Linked DNA regions of Arabidopsis thaliana: region 1 is linked to region 2. The links are chromatin contacts, called in public capture Hi-C maps. All regions are on one chromosome and are shown on one strand. The core of a region is the stretch at or near the end of the contact, and the rest is flanking DNA. Distances in the headings are between cores, read along the strand shown. Region 1 holds the start of AT5G11070. Region 2 holds the start of AT5G10980 (Histone superfamily protein).

Region 1 (5,374 bases), core at 1,928-4,427, 43 kb after region 2:
TTAAAATTTAGTTTTTCCAATTAAGACCGAGTTATTAGTTAACAATGTAAAACTTAAGTAAATGCGATTTCTTTGGATTGGTTTGATTCGACTACAGTAAAACATAGGTCTTTGTTTTGTTTTAACCATAATAAAATCAATTGGATTATAAATAACTTTAGTTCTAATTCCGTTTACACATTTAGGTTTGCTTCAATTATAATCCTTCATGGAGATAGATAGCTAGATTAGTGGTGGTAATAATGTATGAGTTGAGAGAGTCTCTTTTTAGGTAGAATAAGATTGCACATGACGTGGCATTGTGAACGTTGTGGGGTTTTGTGATTGGTCTTGTCTTCTACTTACAAGACAGTCATATGAGAGGAGCATTTTAGAGCTGGCCCAATCATAAAAGACAGCTAGCTCTCTGTGACTCTGTGTTATCCGTTATGTTGCAGCAGCGACGAAAACAATTTGCTTCTTCTTCTTCTCTTTTGTCCTTATAGATAATACTTTTCTTTTCAAAATCAATTCACAATTGCTGAAGATATCAAAGATTCGTTATCTGAAAGTGACGCAGAAAAAGTACACAAAATAAAAGTGTTAGTGGGTAACTGGAGGATAGATAGAGAATATAAACAGAGAGGACGACAAAGAAGTTCAACATTCTCTCTAGTTTATCGCGCGCTTCTTTCTGTTACACGTTAGCCAATCTATGAGGAACATTTTCTGATTTTTTTATATGTAAGTATATTAGGATAATCATTGATACAAATATTCGATTCATCTGGTGTTTCTCTAAAAGATTAGGATATTTATGGGAGAAGAAGCTCTTCCTCGAACACCAATACGAGGAAATAACGTTCAATGAAGTTTGACATTACATCTTAATATTATATTTTAAGATATTTTTTAATATGCGATGAAGGAATTCATCTATGTAGTACGGTAACAATTGCAAGTTGAGGACGTCACGATTTCATTAGTTTTTATGGCATATCTATATTCGTCGTTGGGGACACGATGCAAGTATATTATTTTTTTTTGATAAAGCAAACTTTACAGTTGACAAAAAAAAATTACACCTTTACAATTTACAAAATATATGTTTAAAACATATCATAATACATTTGTTAATTAGAAACACTATGGATTTATATAGAAAATGTACTGGACTAATGGTGGATACAAATATCTAAAATGGAAACAATCAATGACGATGATTGATATTGAATGTTGTGACTCGATAGGAGATCAAGTCTAGAGATAGTTGTAAGGGAAAAAGTAGAAAAGAGTATAATACACTAAAAATGTATAGTAGACAAAACGAGCAAGATTTGAGGCATCAGAAGAGAAAGAGACATGTCGACCGGTGGCAAGTGGTAGGTATCACTATGTAACAACACAAACGTCAAAACATGTGAGAAAGCGTTTTTGCTTCGCTTTTCTTTTTCAATTTTCCCCACTTCACTTCACTTCACACAGTCACACTCTTATCCTCAGTATCTCCACTTCTTTTTTCAATGAAATGTTGTGGATAAATAATACGATAATTGGCATCCACTATCTTAAACCAGCTTTGTATGACTATGCCCGTGACAGCTTACCAGAATCTCTGTGTTTTGATTAATACTATTTCCAGACACTAAAGGTTCTTTTTTCCTAACCTAATTCATAATTAGTCGAAACGTAAAGATTGATTCTTCTAATTATTAATATTCATATATAATTCCAGTAGCTGAATCAGGTTCCTGTGTTCTATCTAAAAGTATACTATACAAATAAAAACCTTTTTCTTCTCGACATGAGTTTAATACTATATGAATATGACTACACAAATATTTTTATATTTTTTGAAAAAGATAAATATGTTGATGTTGTATACCCAAAAAATTGTGTTTTAGCTCCAAAAAAATACCAATGTCTTGCTTCAACGGTCTCAATGATCACGATCCATAAATCATAAATTTTATAAAGTTCAAACGTTTCTAGCTACAAGCTAGTTTCATATGATGCCGACACATTAATTCATAGCTTTCGTCTCTTGTCCTGTAATTAGTCTTAAATGCTTTATTTCACCCATATATAGCTTTTCACTTGACTCACGTTTCAACTCCGTTCTACCAACACTGATTTAATCCTCATCAGTTCAAAAATCTCCCTCACTCATCATTCTCTGCTATAGTTCTTGATGAATAAAAAACTCTAACCATCTCTTGTTCCATCTAAATACAATGTGGTAATTAATGAACGCTAAGATCAAATCAAGATTTGAAATGATGGAATCAAATATGCAATGATTAACCATCTATTAGATCCACACCATTATTTTAGGGTTTGTCCGTAACAGTTTATGAACAATTCAACAAAGCGCATAAAGTGAAATGGATTAAATTTGTAAGAAACATAGAAAATGTTTCTGCTTTTTATTTGCACACATCAATTTTACAAGTATATCAAATCAATATGGCGAGAGAGCATTTACATACACCTGACGTCATATTCTTACGTCATTTCTCCGGCGAACAGTTACATTCCACCGTCACACACAAGAAAACGAAAAGATATTTTTTTAAAGAATCTTTTTGTAATTAATTATTCCGTCAGAAAGAGATCAAATCAACCGTCGCCGATCTCGTCTTGGTCACCGGCGACTGAGGCAACCTCGCCGTGAAATTAGGAAAAGAACCATCGTCATCAGCTCTCACATTATCCTCGAAATTGAGCGCGTAACTCAACGGATCGTAACTGAAATCTCCAGGATAACTCTGGCTATGATGATGATGATGAACACAATTATTATAAGCACAATTGTTGTTACGACACGTAACCTTGATACGTGACTTCACACGCCGGCACCGATCTCTTAACTCTAGCTCCTGCGCCGTAGATTTGAGCCATTCGTAAGGAGATCTTGGTGTTCTTTGTTCTCCTCCGATCATCATGGCTTCTGGCTCAACCACCGCGTTGGCTCCTATACAACAGATCGGAGATCTCATTCTGTGATTTGTGACTCTCGTTGTTGATCTTGCGGTGGAGGGAGAGCTGCATTCGTTATACATTCTTGATCTTGTAAATTTTGTTTCTTTGAGGGATTTGTAAAAAAATACAGAGGAAAAGATTATATGGTTTCTTGAATTAGGAAAAAAGAAGACAAGTGAGGGAAAGAGAATGTGTCTGGTGAGAATAAATAGGAAAACAAAAAAGAAGAAGATAAGAGAGAGTAAACAAAACTCCGTGGATAATGCGTGGGCTTTTGGGCCTGATCCGCGTTTTCTTGCTAAAGTTATTTTTGTTTTGTAATAATAAATATTGCTACTTGTATAATATATAGTTTTCACCATGATAGTGCTGCTAGAGAAATTTGTTGTTTTTGACTTGAACTTTAAAAGAATCAATTTTTATTGGAAATAAGTGTATATAACAAAGGTGTTGCTACTATGTTATGAACAAAAAAAAAAAGACTTTTTGCTGTTCTATTGTAATTTGAAAAACAAATAGAGTTCCGAATGAAAAATATAAAAGTGTCTCCTTTTTGCATCTCTAATTGCTTCCATTCTCCACCACCAAGTTTCACTCGCTCTGCGTCGTCCACATCCAAAAAATAGTGTCTCAGAGGCCAAAACTTCCAACCATCTCTTTCTTGGCTTTGCTATAGTATAGGTTTAAAGTACTAACTATGTTTACCATCTCATGTTCTGAGTCTGAATCTGAAAGCTCCTCCTGCGAAATGATACCAACACACAAATGCAACAAAGTTATAACTATACTGCGTATATGTATTACTATGTCACCATGATTCCATTAGTTACATCTGTGGTAAGTCGAGGAGAGGAGGTATTGTCTGCATTTTGATCAGATGCATTGAAATAGAGATCGGAATGTTGTTGATTCCTCGATGATCTCCTACGTGATATAATTCTTATCCTCCTTCCTGCTCTAATACTTGTTTGCAGCCAAGAGTGATGTGACTATATGAAGAAAAAGGTCAAAATGTGTATGTGTCAATGAGTGATACATAAATTGGTGATGAAGAAAGAGACAGAACAAACCTGTAACCGATTTTGACCTGTTGGGGATATGAACACTGCACGACCAACATCATCCTGAGATACATACAAAAGGATAAGTGTTATATTGTAGTCGTAGACATACACATAAACGCAAAGGCATCTACAAGCTAATTCGTCTTAAAAATATTAATCAGATACATATGTACACACTTGTGTTTCTCCCATGCTAATTCTTGAGGTGCCATGGCCTAACGCAAGAATTGAACTTCCTAAGTGACACAAGAGGCTTCCTGATTCAACCACTCTTTCTTGCCGCAATCTTCGGGCTGATGGGTCCGTAACATTTACTTGATCCACAAGCAACATTGAAATATTCTGCACAATGAAAACAATTTTATCCCAAAATCAAAAAACATATAATGGAATGTGGTAAAAACTCGATTCAAGAGAAGAAGACAACATACTGATAAACATTCAGCAACTTCACCAATCAACAATCGCCTTGTCGTATGTGCCAACTCCCCCCAATGACATTCTCTTGCGATCAGATCCTCCCTGGAACGGTTAGGAGCTTGCCAGTTGTTATCATCATTGTTACCTAGAAAATTCACAATACAAAATGTCACAGAAATTCAGAGATTTTATTTCAACTAAATAGAAACCATGTCTAACCATATGTAGCAAACACTTGTCTTATACGATCCAGATGTCGAGATAAGGTTGTGATAGAATCTGGAATCACCTGCAGAATGACCAATAGATATAATTTTCATGAGTAAGTTAAAGAGTGTGTACCCTGAGAATATAAGAAACCTTTTACAATGACTTACAACAGATGGTGTATCATATCCTCTTGCGGTCAGTTGATAAGAATGGTCAGTCAGAGTCCCCTGGCCAAATAAAGGAGAGATAGATGCTTACTTCTTGAATCTCAAGTGGCCCTTAAACATCAAAGAAGATACAAAAGAGAGCAAGAGAAACTCACTCGACCAAGATTTGAATTAGCCGCTGAAAAAGAATTTACCAACTTAGAGAATTAGTATTTTACCAAGTGTTAATTTAGAGACTATTGAGAGAATATACACCTGCATTACTAGAGAATAGTGGAATTGGTGGTGATCCTTTTACCAAATACAGAGTGTGGCCTTCTTCAACATCTAAGATTTAACCCATTTAAAGAAAGATTCATTCGAAAAATGAAACCAAGTATTATGAGATGCGATGAAAAAAACAAAGGCAGGATACGATAATCTGATAAGCGTTGATCATTCTTCAAAACTCTTCCCCGGAATAACAAGCGAGGTTGTCGTTCCGGTGAAACTCCACAATAGTAACAAATATCCTGCTTCAGATCTCGTACAGGTATCTGCAAACCATAGAGA
Region 2 (5,672 bases), core at 1,435-3,934:
TTGACTCCAACTCTACACATCTTGAGATGACAAACATCAAAACTGTTTCATGAGCTTTCACAGAGAACGAAGTTTCAGTGTTTCAAATATTTAAGAAAACACATGATTGTGAACAGGTTTATGAATACTAGCAGGCAAAGATATTATGGCCAACCTGAATTTACCATTGTGCTCTATCACTAAAGGGCAACATAGAAGCCAAAATAACTCATAGATTGATAAAGAAATATAAATATTTGACACAGTTACACTCAACACCAAACGTTGGACAATACCAAATGTTGGCATATGAATCTGAATATACAGATTATCAAACTCCTCACCTAGAATCAAAGTAGAAGTATGTACACTTTCTTCCCAGTAAACATATAAGGCACAAGACAGATCATCATGTTTGTTTTCAGATACAAAATTGGCCACAAGCAACCAAAAAAGGAATGAAAACACACCTTAATGAATAAAACAAAGAAGAAACACCAAGGCAGACAATAACACATGTGGAATAAAAATCTAATGAACCCAAACCTCATTGATTAGCTCTTGGGTCCATTTTTCATCTACTTGTATGTATACCACAATTCTGACCCCATCAATACTCTTCAATCTCAGTCACACTTTCCTGAAACACACAGCAAGAAAAAAACGATATTGATGGATCAGTATCAGGTTGCTACCAAATTACATCCACATGTCAGCAGATTAATAGAATTAATCAATGCAAGTGAAAACGTATCCTTTATGATGCACTGTTTTCTCCTACAACGCAATGACCATAAGAAAAAAGACATCTTTTCATTGCAATGAGAAATTTTACAGTGTTCTCTTATTTTGCAATTGACACCATTGCTAAACGATACGAATATTTAAAGCTAAAGTTAAGTAAAGCATTTTTCATTTGCTCGGAGATTCAAGCATTTTGATAATCCGATTAATTCTACGGCAAACACTTAAAAAGCTGAACCAACAATCAACTTGAATTCGCAATGATTGGCACAGTAAAATTTCAATGAAATTAAGAAATACATTGGACTTGTGAACAGAAACCAGGCATTATTAAAGAAACGCCCACCTTCAATACACGTAGAAGACGGAGCAGTACCGGAATTTCGCCGGCGCTGACGTGAGGACTCCGAGTTTTTCGAACATGACCAAGTTAACGAAAATGTAATCTACAATTTTAAAAGGCCCAATAACTGGCCCATATAAATAAATTTTAAACAAAATGTAGCCCATATTGTCTCCAAGTAATTTGTTTTGTTAAAACAGAAAAACGCTTTTTTATGTCTCTTTCTTATCTGTTTTTCAGACCAAAGTTACGAAGCTCATATTGACATCGACAAGCCTTTTAAATTCAAAAAAAGAGAAGAGCATAATTCTGAATTTTGCGGCAACATTTAAACTTTATCGCAAGTTGGTTTTATCCAATCGTTCATACACACTATCCAATCAAATTCATATGCATCTTCGTATCAAAATTGTCAGTTTTTTCTGGGTTATGTGCAACTTGTGAATGAATTTTGCAAAGAAATCAACAAGAACCAATAACGGAAAGGAAAGATTTCATAACTGTTTGCTTAAAAGAGCTGTAAGTTCAACAATTAACACCATGTACTTGGTAAGCAAATAAAAGAGCGATAGGAAACAAGAATCCAGAATACTAATACATCATCGTAAAAATCTAAACTTGAATTAGGTAAATAAAAGCTTAAGCACGTTCTCCACGAATTCTTCTAGCCAATTGAATGTCCTTAGGCATGATCGTAACCCTCTTGGCGTGAATAGCGCAGAGATTAGTATCCTCGAAAAGTCCAACTAGGTATGCCTCAGCCGCCTCTTGAAGAGCTAACACCGCGTGACTCTGAAACCTCAGATCCGTCTGCAAAATTTAACCTAATTAGTATACCTAATTCCATAACATAACCTAATTGATAAGTTTTAATCCGCCGCTAATGAGTATAAATTTTACCTTGAAGTCCTGAGCTATTTCCCGAACGAGACGCTGGAAGGGAAGCTTGCGGATCAACAATTCAGTACTCTTCTGGTACTTACGAATCTCACGAAGAGCGACGGTTCCTGGACGGTAACGGTGAGGCTTCTTGACTCCTCCGGTGGTTGGTGCTGATTTCCTCGCCGCCTGTATTGAAGAATTCGTTAGAGACGCAATCGAATACTCAAATTAGATAAACCCTAGATCCCCTTCCAACCAATTTCATCATAAACAAAATCAAAACCGCAAGATTCATACTAAATTAGATCATAAACTAAAAATTCAACACAATATAGAAAACCTAGATCATATTTTTCAGATTTCGTCCACAAAAACTCGTTATTCAACCCAAATTTGAACCCTAGATCTACTATTTCGGTATGAATGAAAGATAGAAGGACAAACCTTGGTGGCAAGCTGCTTCCTGGGAGCTTTACCTCCGGTGGATTTCCTAGCGGTTTGCTTGGTACGAGCCATTGTTTCTTCCAAAAGATGTGACTTTTCGATAAGCTTGATAGAGAAGCTTTTGATTTGATTATCAGGAAGCGAGTTTTGTTTTCTTGATGATTGTGTGGGAATAGTAAAAGGTGATTATGATTATATAGGTGAATGTTTTAGTCGGTTAATATTAGGAAATACAGAAGTGGTCCAATCTTCACATTTTCGACGGTCAAGATTCGACTTATGAGAGCGAATACTGACGTTGGCGATCTGCGTCCTCGCTTCTGATTGGTTTAATCTTGGGAGGATCGATGACGTGGCTAGTTTTGTGTTTCTTTTCTACGTTTGTCGTTTGAAGTAATCACGATTTTAGTTGGGTTAGAAAAAAGGTAATGACGATTTGATCTACATGTTTGGTAATTAGCGATGATGGGCCGAGTCGTATCCCTTGGTAGGAGTACTGCGTTGGGTTCAGGCCCAACTGATAAGGCATTGAGAGTTCGTCAGCTGTGTTCTGAATATCGATCCGAACCAAATTTGGTACGGCCGCTCCGATCCGAGATTTCAAGTTGGTTGGGTTAAAACCATCACATATATGACATGGACATGGTTGAATTATAAGTTTATAACCTCATCATAATTAAAATTCGGTTTGGTATTAGAACATGAAAACATTCCAGCCCAACTCTTAACTAAAATCCGATCGACCAAAAAGTTGCTCATGCATGATATCGTGTTGAGTTAAATCTATTCTTAATTGGCTTTTATAACGTGAAAATGCAAGTTTTTAACAGAACATATGTTTTCCTGCTCCACATGTATCATAGATCTTTACAAAAGGTTTCTTTTAAAAAGAATTGGAGTGTAAGTGTGGAACGTTAACGAATTCACGTACTATACAAAAGTTGTACGGAAAAAGCTATATATATTTAATACCCAACATTATTCAAGTTTATCACTTCTGCTTATGGCCATTGAAGCCTAAATTTGAATGCACAAAATACAGTTTTAAGTTTTACGTGTTTTAAAATAAGAATTAAGAACGACATAAAGTAATTTAATCTCTCTGATGAAATGTAATTAGGTAACAAAGTTTTTCTCTTTTCCTAAGGGGGTGAGCAAATTCTAGTACAGACCTATAATAATCTGTCTAGTTAATATTATGTGTATATTTACTAGATGGATATTGTTGGTTCAGAAAAAGGCATTACACAAAAGATAGTAATCGATGAGATAGTTGAGTATTTTGTAAGAACAAGAGTTAGTGATTGATCCCAATTAAACCTCACAGTTTCAGTCACTACGTATGAACATGGTGCAAGAGGGCGGAAACAGACTGCCCGATGCCGATTCATTAAATGGATTCGATCTCTAGTACTTTTTATATTAGTTTACCAAAATATATACTTAAAAGAATTCACAGGACATAACAATTATACTGTAAACTCATTGCTGCATAGCAGCATTAATGAAAATATATATGCTTAAGAAGAGAAAATCAAACGAGAAGATCCTTAGAACTCAACAAGTAAGTGTTAGTAAGTAACCCATGGCCATGGGGAATGTATCCAAGCTTCCACATGCACTTGGATTGACCCAAGTTTATTTGTTTTAATACATACTATATTTTATTACCTTTGCATTTAATTCATATTTCCTTTGATATATTAACTTGACTGCAATATACAAAAACGATGTAAATTGATATTAAGCAAATATTATAACCAAATCACGTCACATGCAGACTATGTGATATGTAGGATGGATAAGTGGTCGAGGTTTGGAACTTTGGATTATTGATCAACCATTGTTTTTGATATTTGTCTGGATCACTCCCACACTTTATTTTAAGGTGAGAGTGGATAATTGTTTTTTTTAGTTACTGGAATATTGTGGGTTCTATGTAATTGGCCATATTTTATCCCATAAAAATGTACGAGTTAAGTATAATTTGAGAGACGATCAGATTCAAGTCTATTGAGAGACAATCATCAAGTTTATATTTTCTCCAAACATTAAACGAGAAATATTTTGGGTTCTTTGTTGGAGATGAAACGTTAGCGCACATGGCGGCGTGGACACATTCGTAAACTACAAAAACTAGTGTTTTGGTACGCCGCATTACATTATTGTTCGTCTCTTATAATATACTTTTGTTTTGATAGCAATAAACTTACTTATTTGTAAAAAATAAATTAAACTGATTTGCCTCTGGTGACAAAATCTTTAAAACAGACGATTATGTTTTGACTATATAGTATAAAATTAAAATTACATTTGTTTAAGTACATTTCCTCCAATTCCTGCTACGCATGCATGTGGTGGGTTTCATTTATTTTATTAACTAACCAGAAACCTCACACTTCCGTGCGCTGAAATTATACTAATCTTATAATGATATAATTTAGTATTCATTCAAAATTTGTATATTAACTTTTTCTCGAACATTTTTTTTTTGTGTTTAGTTTGAAGAATTGAAAACTTTGACCCAAGAGCGGCGGTTGTAGCTAGCCACTCCTTCGCATGTACGACCACGAACTAACTGATAACACTTTTTTACATCTTGAAAGTTGAAACATTAAACATTTATATCTTTAAATTAAATTGTATATACAAATATTTGTTTGCGATCTTTTGTTCGACGTGATATGTCCGGCTTATATGAAGTTCCCAATTATGGAATCGTTTAGGGCTTTTAAATTTGACGTCGCCTCCTATAAACCCAATGTTTTGCTGCTCAATATGAGATCTGCAGGAATAGAAACTTGCATATTTTGGTACGAGAAATAGCTACACATAATTTAAAGATATAAGACTTTGATATCATATAATGAATAATAAAGAGAGGAATGCCTCTTTTATGTGTCTCTAAATCCCAATGTGGTGTTAAAGTATTTCCAATGACTGCTCTTTTTGTCCAACACTCTTTAGTTTACATTAGCACATGCTATTATTTTCCTACCACATACTACAAATTACTTCTCCTTTTTTCAATACGTGACAACTTTTTTCTAACCATTATAAGTTTATTACATTACTAATCATTGACAATTTCATTCAATTATTTCTAAGCAAATTCTTTTGTCTCTAATGACTGCCAGTTTATCATGTTTTTCCATGATAGTCTCTCATTAGCATATTATAAAAAACCTACCTACGATTTTATATTAACCAATAATCAACCACTAAATTTCACATGTCGAATCCATCATAAATCAGACATATCCAATGCATCAAGAAGAAA

The links. Capture Hi-C pulls out chosen DNA fragments and counts their contacts.
Region 1: a capture Hi-C map of root shows a contact between it and region 2, with 3 times the contacts expected there. The contact joins the promoter of AT5G11070 here to the promoter of AT5G10980 in region 2. A contact is called at or near these places in 2 of 26 Hi-C or Micro-C datasets (leaf and vegetative nucleus), 1 of 2 datasets of contacts at active chromatin or transcription factors (shoot) and 2 of 3 other capture datasets (root and shoot).

Annotation. Positions count from the first base shown.
Region 1 is chr5:3,513,858-3,519,231 of TAIR10.1, forward strand. It overlaps AT5G11070, which reads right to left and starts at 3,178. Exons shown (of 1, transcript NM_121145.3): 1 at 2,235-3,178. The coding sequence starts at 3,041. The coding sequence ends at 2,583. It overlaps AT5G11080 (Ubiquitin-like superfamily protein), which reads right to left. Exons shown (of 12, transcript NM_001203358.1): 3 at 5,238-5,358; 4 at 5,078-5,149; 5 at 4,978-5,000; 6 at 4,823-4,882; 7 at 4,665-4,734; 8 at 4,457-4,590; 9 at 4,203-4,367; 10 at 4,032-4,085; 11 at 3,792-3,950; 12 at 3,366-3,702. The coding sequence ends at 3,592.
Region 2 is chr5:3,470,886-3,476,557 of TAIR10.1, forward strand. It overlaps AT5G10980 (Histone superfamily protein), which reads right to left and starts at 2,685. Exons shown (of 3, transcript NM_121136.6): 1 at 2,393-2,685; 2 at 1,967-2,134; 3 at 1,520-1,876. The coding sequence starts at 2,464. The coding sequence ends at 1,706. AT5G10965 (a long non-coding RNA gene) reads right to left here and starts at 1,204. Exons shown (of 6, transcript NR_143260.1): 1 at 1,070-1,204; 2 at 526-619.